Linked DNA regions of Mus musculus: region 1 is linked to region 2. The links are chromatin contacts, called in public promoter capture Hi-C maps. All regions are on one chromosome and are shown on one strand. The core of a region is the stretch at or near the end of the contact, and the rest is flanking DNA. Distances in the headings are between cores, read along the strand shown. Region 1 overlaps Serpina3n (serine (or cysteine) peptidase inhibitor, clade A, member 3N). Region 2 overlaps Ppp4r4 (protein phosphatase 4, regulatory subunit 4).

The links. Promoter capture Hi-C pulls out the DNA fragments that hold promoters and counts their contacts.
Region 1: a contact with region 2 is called in a promoter capture Hi-C map of trophoblast stem cells, with 9 times the contacts expected there. The contact joins two enhancer-like sites. A contact is called at or near these places in 2 of 39 promoter capture datasets (the C10 cell line and trophoblast stem cells) and 1 of 484 Hi-C or Micro-C datasets (cortical neurons).

Annotation. Positions count from the first base shown.
Region 1 is chr12:104,413,882-104,417,132 of GRCm38.p6, reverse strand. It overlaps Serpina3n (serine (or cysteine) peptidase inhibitor, clade A, member 3N), which reads right to left. Exons shown (of 5, transcript NM_009252.2): 5 at 2,804-3,251. Among named protein-coding and RNA genes, the nearest start is that of Gm24334, 3.9 kb to the left of the region's middle. Within about 2 kb of position 1,427, at least 100 of the 459 cell types and tissues checked have an H3K27ac peak or open chromatin away from gene starts, as enhancers often do. A contact at or near this core is called in trophoblast stem cells, where this site is marked.
Region 2 is chr12:103,563,846-103,567,506 of GRCm38.p6, reverse strand. The region is part of intron 3 of Ppp4r4 (protein phosphatase 4, regulatory subunit 4); the gene reads right to left. Among named protein-coding and RNA genes, the nearest start is that of Ppp4r4, 33 kb to the right of the region's middle. Within about 2 kb of position 2,161, at least 34 of the 459 cell types and tissues checked have an H3K27ac peak or open chromatin away from gene starts, as enhancers often do. A contact at or near this core is called in trophoblast stem cells, where this site is marked.

The sequences.
Region 1 (3,251 bases), core at 178-2,677, 850 kb before region 2:
CTCAAAGCTGATCAATGATGGTATATGCCTTTAATCCCAAGTCTCGTGGCAGAGGCAGAGGCAGAGGCAGAGGCAGAGGCAGAGGCAGAGGCAGAGGCAGAGGCAGAGGCAGAGGCAGAGGCAGAGGCAGAGGCAGAGGCAGAGGCAGAGGCAGAGGCAGAGGCAGAGGCAGAGGCAGAGGCAGAGGCAGAGGCAGAGGCAGAGGCAGAGGCAGAGGCAGAGGCAGAGGCAGAGGCAGAGGCAGAGGCAGAGGCAGAGGCATCTCTTTGAAGCCAGCCTGGTTTACAGAGTGAGTTCCAGGACAGCCAGAGTTATGCAGAGAAACCATGTCTCAAACAACAACAACAACAACAACAACAACAACAACAACAACAACCACCACCACCACCAACAACAACAAAAGGTTCCCAAAATCCAAACAAACAAACAAACAAACAAACAAACAAACAAGAATTTTTTTCCTCTTCTCCCCCATATAGTTCTGGGAGCTCTCAGTGTGGCACAGCTGTCAGATGAAGGGAGCTGGGTGGGTTAGGTGTCTATACACAGCCCTTTCCTCAAACAATAAAATCCCTCAAGCTGCTTGTCAGTGACAGAAAAGCCAAAATGGTGACCCTGGACCACAGTAAAACTGTCACTAATTACATCCACAGTCTTCATAGATGGGTTTTTCTTTTGGGGAGAACACTGGAATTTGAACTCAGAACCTGGTACATAGAAAATGCCCTAGCACTGAGTCATTCCTGAGCAGGTGTGTAATGTGTGTCTGTGTGTTTGTGAATGTGTATGTGTGTACACGTGTGCACAACCCTCTTCTTACATTTTTGTTTTGCTGCAGCGCCTCACTAGGTTGCCCTACTGACCTTAAACTCCCTGTCAGATTTTTCCTCCTTGGCCCCAGAAGGTGGAATGTTCCAAAGGATACTAAAATGTGCTTCTATTTCTCCTCGCTGTGAAAGGACAAAGCCAGGGAAGTGGCAAGGAGGGATTGCAGCTGGCCAAGTCCTCCTCAGCAGGCCTGGAGGTGACAGAGAGGAGCTCTACTCCCCACCCCCACAGACTCTGGGCAGAGCCTGGTGTCTGCGACTCCATCTTTGACAAAAGTTCCCCTGCAGCTGGGCCTTTCCTCTGCTGCCCAGCCCTTTCACATCCTTAAAGCTCAGAGAACCTCCCTCAGGTCTCACATTTCATTCCTGCCTAGGAAGGTTTTCCAGTGTCTAGTTTTAAGCTATGTTAGTCACTGCTCAACAGATTGCATGCCCATTGATGAGTCATCCCCTCCCTCCTCCCCTTAGCTCCTGACAACCGTTAGAACATCCTTTATACTCACGAATCCTCCTGTTCTGGATATCACATGTCTGTGACTCACATCACACAGGCCCTACTGTGTCTGGCTTCTTTCCCTGTGAGCATATTGGCAGGCTCACACACAGAGTGTAGGAAATGGCACCGCCCTCATTTGTCTAATGTAGTAATAGTGTGTGGCCTGAGCAAACTCTGCTCATTCATGCATCTGTTGGGGGACCCTTGATTCACAAGCCCTTTGCCAGCTATGAGAAGCATGGTGGACGCTGGCTGCAGTGCCTGCCATGTCCTTGCTTCCTGTTCCTCTGAGTACCTGCCTAGAGTGAGATTGCTGCATCAACCTCTCCAAGGACGATGCACCATTCTCCAATTCCTACTGCTGCATAGGAAGGCTTGGAATTCTAGCTCTCCTAGGCTGTGACAACCACACATCACCTAGAAGGACAGTGCTGTAGAGGGTTCATCACCAAGGCAATTTACTGGCCAAGAGACAGGGGACCACTCTGCCCCTAGGGAATGAGGAGAAGTACACCCTAATATCTAGGTTTTAGACTCGCATGAGAGGTAGATTCAGACTTTGGCCACAGGTTCCAGACCCAGCTCATCTCACAGGCAGCATTAGATGCATTCAGCACCAGGCTCCTTAGACACCTGGTCTGAGAGCAGAAAGGATGGAGGGATATAGCTGGATCATGTCAGTACCCATGGAGTGCATGTGGTGGTCAGTTTAAGGTCTCAACTGACACTTAGGCACATTGTAATGGTTGGGATACTGGGCTGCTTTCAATAGAGGCCCCCATTCTTATCTCAATCCAAGGTCTTAATGGTGTAGCATCTCAGTGCTGGCCAGGGAAGGGATCATGTGTGTGTGTGTGTGTGTGTGTGTGTGTGTGTGTGTGTGTGTGTGTATGAGTGTGATTCTCTGCTGACCACAGGTCCACCTGTCAGTGTGTGTTCTTAGGTCCCTTGAGACTCAAATGTATCCCAACCTGGACAGCTTTCCCTCTGCCTGCAGGCCTCTGGCTGTTTCCAGGCTCCCAGGATTCTCCTTGGACACCACCCAGCAGCCCACACGAAAGCACCTTGGCCTCTGTCCCAGGATACCTTCCATCTGAGCAGAAATACTTAGACCTTAGAACAGAGCTCACATCCTGGTCCCAGGCCCCTTGTGCCGTCTTGAAAGCATCCAGAGTCTTGTTTTATCACCCACCTGTTCACCACCACTGTCAAGCCTTAGGAACAACAGACTTCTCAGCTTGGTGAAGGTTGGCTGTGTCTGAGGCGTCAGCAAACTTGGAATACCATAATAACTTAGCTGTGTGTCGGGGGAAATGGCTAAGCTTCTCTGTGCCTCAGTTTCCTCATCCATAAAGGGACTCATAATAGCACAGAGGCCAGAGGGCCATCCCAGGAGTCACAGAGTGTGAGTGACAATCTCTATGTGCCTGTTGTCATTAGAGGCTACCCCTTGCCAACAAGAGAACACTGCTACATTCAATGCAGTTATATGTTTATTGATCTTTTGCTCCTACCTCTTTATTCTGGTTGGTGGTGTTCCTCTTTTGTGTGAGGTTGGTCAGCTGGGAACTAAAAGAAAGGCTACTTTGTTCTAAGTAGGAGTGCCAGGGGAAAGGAGCTGCTCTGACCCACAGGCCCCATGCAGCTGCAGAAGTGAGGGCTCTAACTCTGTGCCAGATGTGGACAAAGTGAGGAGATCCTGCAGGGGGGCAGTGCTGGAGGCAAAGCCTGGAGAAGTGAAAGAGTGAGGCAGACTGGGCACCAAGTAGTCCTAGATGCTGCAGATAGACACGGGGCAGCAAGCTTTCCTCTTGGTCCATATGGGTTGGCCTGTAAGGTTGCACAGTCCCATCAAGACAGCAAGGCTGAAGGGAGACATAACCAGAGTCTAAACTGGGACTGAGCTTACTTGATGGGGCCCAGGCTTT
Region 2 (3,661 bases), core at 912-3,411:
AAGCCGCAGGTTCTGCCCTTCCTCCATCAAGCCTTTGCTTTACCGAAGAGAAGGTTCTGGGGAAGCAGGCATAGTTGCTTCCTTCCCTCACTAGTAGTTAATCACCATCATACCTTCAGCAACCAAGGAGGGCTCTCTCCATTCTACTGCTCTGTCCCAAACAGAGGAGACCTATAGGTGGCACTGCTGGGTAAAAAGTTGTGAGTTATCCCAACCTGATACAGACTCTATCCTGCAACCTGTAAAATTCTGTTAAAAGTCGAGCCACCTCCAGATATGGTGGCACATCTGAACTGGTGCTCAGAAAATAGGTATTGTGAGAGCAAGCCTAGCCAGAGCAACACAGAGTCTATAGTAAAGCAAACAGGCAAGCCAGTGTCCCTATACCCGACTCAGCATCATCCTGCTCTTGAGAGTCAACTCCTGTGGCAGTCTTGTGATCGCCTCTGACAGGCTGTAGCAAAGACACGAGCACGTGCATTTAGAGGCTAACCTAGTTTTAGAAACCCTTTTCAGCCCAGGGGATTGTTTTTTATTCTTTTAAGCTCAACTGCACATTTAAAAGAATTTCAGAAGATTCAGTTCTTTTTTTTATTACAGGCAGGATGGATGGTAAAATGGCCAAGAAGCAAATATAAGAACATTGCTCTCTACTTGAATTTTATGAAACACAAATCAAACTTTAAATCTCGTGAAAGATATTAACTGCTGAGTGTGGTGACACATGCCTGTAATTGTGACACTTGGGGGTGGCAGGATGAGGCACAAGGATCAGAGGTTCAAGACATAGATCCATCCTTCAATGTATAGACAATCTGAGACCAGCCTGGGCTAAGTCAGGCCCGGTCACAAAAGAAAAAAATAATTGTCTTCCTTATATGATTCTTCCTTTATGCCCAATCTACATACGTATAAATGTTTCCATAGAACTTTATTACTATGAAGTAATTAGTAATGCCAATCTATTTTGTCCTTAAATATAAACAAACATTAAATGCACAATCATAATGCAGACACTATCCTTGAATGACTATGGTCGGCAACATTTTATTTTGCACTATAAAACAAAAAGAGCAGTCTCCACTGTGTGTTCCTGCTGCGATTCCTCCAGTTGCAGCTGTATCCATTTTCCTTCGTGGAGAACCGGGTGACTCTTCTATAACTCTATACCTCTAGACCAGAAAGCTTCCTCCTTCCTGGCTGATTCTTACCCTGACGCTGGGAACCTCCATTAACCTCATGCCACTGTGGGAATCTTCCCCTCTCCTCTTTCCCTGCCTGCAATCAGTGTCAGCCAATGGAATGCTATGCTCCACCACAGGCTGTCTGTGACCTGCAGGGGTCCTAGAACATCATGTTCTGCTTAAGATGTATAATTATGCTGCTTTCATAAAACCCTCTTGCTTTTCTCAGAATTTAAACTTTTATCTCAGAAATTGGCAACTACAGCGAGGAAGAGAGAAACATTTTCTGAGATGCAGACCAAAGAAGAAAGGAGTCTGTATTGCTCACTTGTACTCGTTCAATCCTTAGCTAAGGCTGTTTTTATTTTTCAGAGCACTATCAAAATCAATTACATTCTTCCATTCTTCTTACAAACCTAACATTACAGTCAAACAGTGAGATTTAAGTTACATCTGTCAGCTTGAAATCGGATAGCGCTGACAATTGTTGAGAGAATGTATCTAAGGCACAACACACAGCACCTGCTCCACAGTGAGTGATCCTTACTGACCATTCAACTGTGCTACTTCCAAAGAGGCTTTTTAAAACACATGCAGCTCTTCATTGACAAATACCTTTATTTGCAAAGTAAATGCTTTTTATTCAAATTTCAAAATGAGATCATTTAAGAATCTGTCTGTACCCAGTATAAAATGCTGTTTCATTCAGCTGGATGATAGTTCTGGTATTTTCTTACTGTATCAACTAACTCAGGAAAATAATGTCACAAATAGTAGTAACAGCGAAAGTTGTAGGTTTTTTTCTGAATCAAAATATTGCTATATAACATCTCCCAACTTTAAATAATTTTCATATTGGTTTAATAGCCCGTGTCTCTGTCGTCTTCTGTTCTGTACTTCACCTTCCCCTCCCACCCCTGTAAAGTGTCTCTCTGAGTGCACAAGTCAGTGTTACAGATACCAACAGTGCTGACTCACTCAAGAACGCTTCAGTGAGTCAGGCTGCTACGCACACTCCAGTGAAGTCTGCTTGGCAGGCCAAGAGGCCTGGAAGCACTCATGAGGCAAAGAGTTTCAAGGAAACTTAACCTCCTGGAACCAGGCGTTCTCATAACCTGTATACTCATACCATATCCCAGAGTTAGTCTGGTGTATGGATCCACGTGCTCTCTTTTAGTATTATTTTATTATAAGTGCCACTAAAGATTGAATTCTGACATAGGTAAGCCTCCACCAGTGTTCCAACGTCATAGAAAATCCTTGAAGCAGATGAGCTTGGAATTCAGTGAGAAGGCTATCTATTCAGTAATATTCAAATTTTCTTCTAGTAGAAACAGTGAAACTAACTATGCATTACAAAGAATGGAGCTGGAATAGCTCAGGGCTAGTCTGCAGTGATTACTTAGGACAGTAGCCAGTCTCACCCAAACAAGGGAATACACAATGGCTTAGCTAATAGGCTGGTTATGATGTAAGAGTTAAGGAATCCCACTGAGACAGGAATCTTCACTACAGCCAGGTATAATAGGCTACATTGCATATTAGAAGCAAGTTGGTGAATTCTTTGGACAAATGGAGATTCTCCACAGATACTTAAAAGAACAGCCAAGTTACACTCATAGGAGAATTTATCAAGGCCTAGGAAATAGGGGGATTGTGGTATTGCATTATTCATGAGAAGATCTGCTAGAGCAGACCCCCCTGGTGCTAGCTTTCACAAGGTTCAAAGGAGTAGCACAAATTGTGACTAGGGTGTGAAATCCTTACCTTTCATTAAGCTGACCCTAGGTAGGACAGTTTTATCTTTACTGTAAATATTACCTGGTTCCTGTAAGTCCCTTTGAAGTCATTCCTTTGTTTTGTGTCAGGTAACTTCAATGTACTTTGCCTGCTGTGACTTCCTACCCCTTTTATTTTCTGCATTATATAAGACTTGTGTTCACTTGGTGACAATACATTCAGATCCTACACAACCTCTTGTGTTGATTTTGCCTGTCATTTGCTGACTCCTTGTCCACCTGCAACCAGAGACCCTGTTCTATGCAGATAGAGACCAAAAGGGTCTGCAGCATCAGGCCAGCAAGTCAAGCACAGCATGGGTCCCTCAAGTAGACACTGACTCTCTCAGAACACAGTCTTTGTAAAGTTGACTGTGAGTGCCTGTTCTTTCTAAATGCCAGTCCAGACTCTGGGGACAAAATGACAAGCCAGGGTAACAAAGATTTCTGCTTTTATGGAAAGATTGGTAGGTGCCAGGGTCAAAAAGGACATGGCAGGAAGCTTTGAAAAGTGATCTGCTTTAGCTTACTCTCAGCTGGATGCATTAAAACAACAGAAATGTACTCTCCCATAGTTCTAGAAGGCAGATGTGGTAAAGCAGTATTACTCAGACCAAAATGTTCAGTGCCACATTCCTGCCACAGGCTACTGTGGTGTCACTTCTTGGCTTTCTGCATCTTTCTCTGTCTTCACTGCTG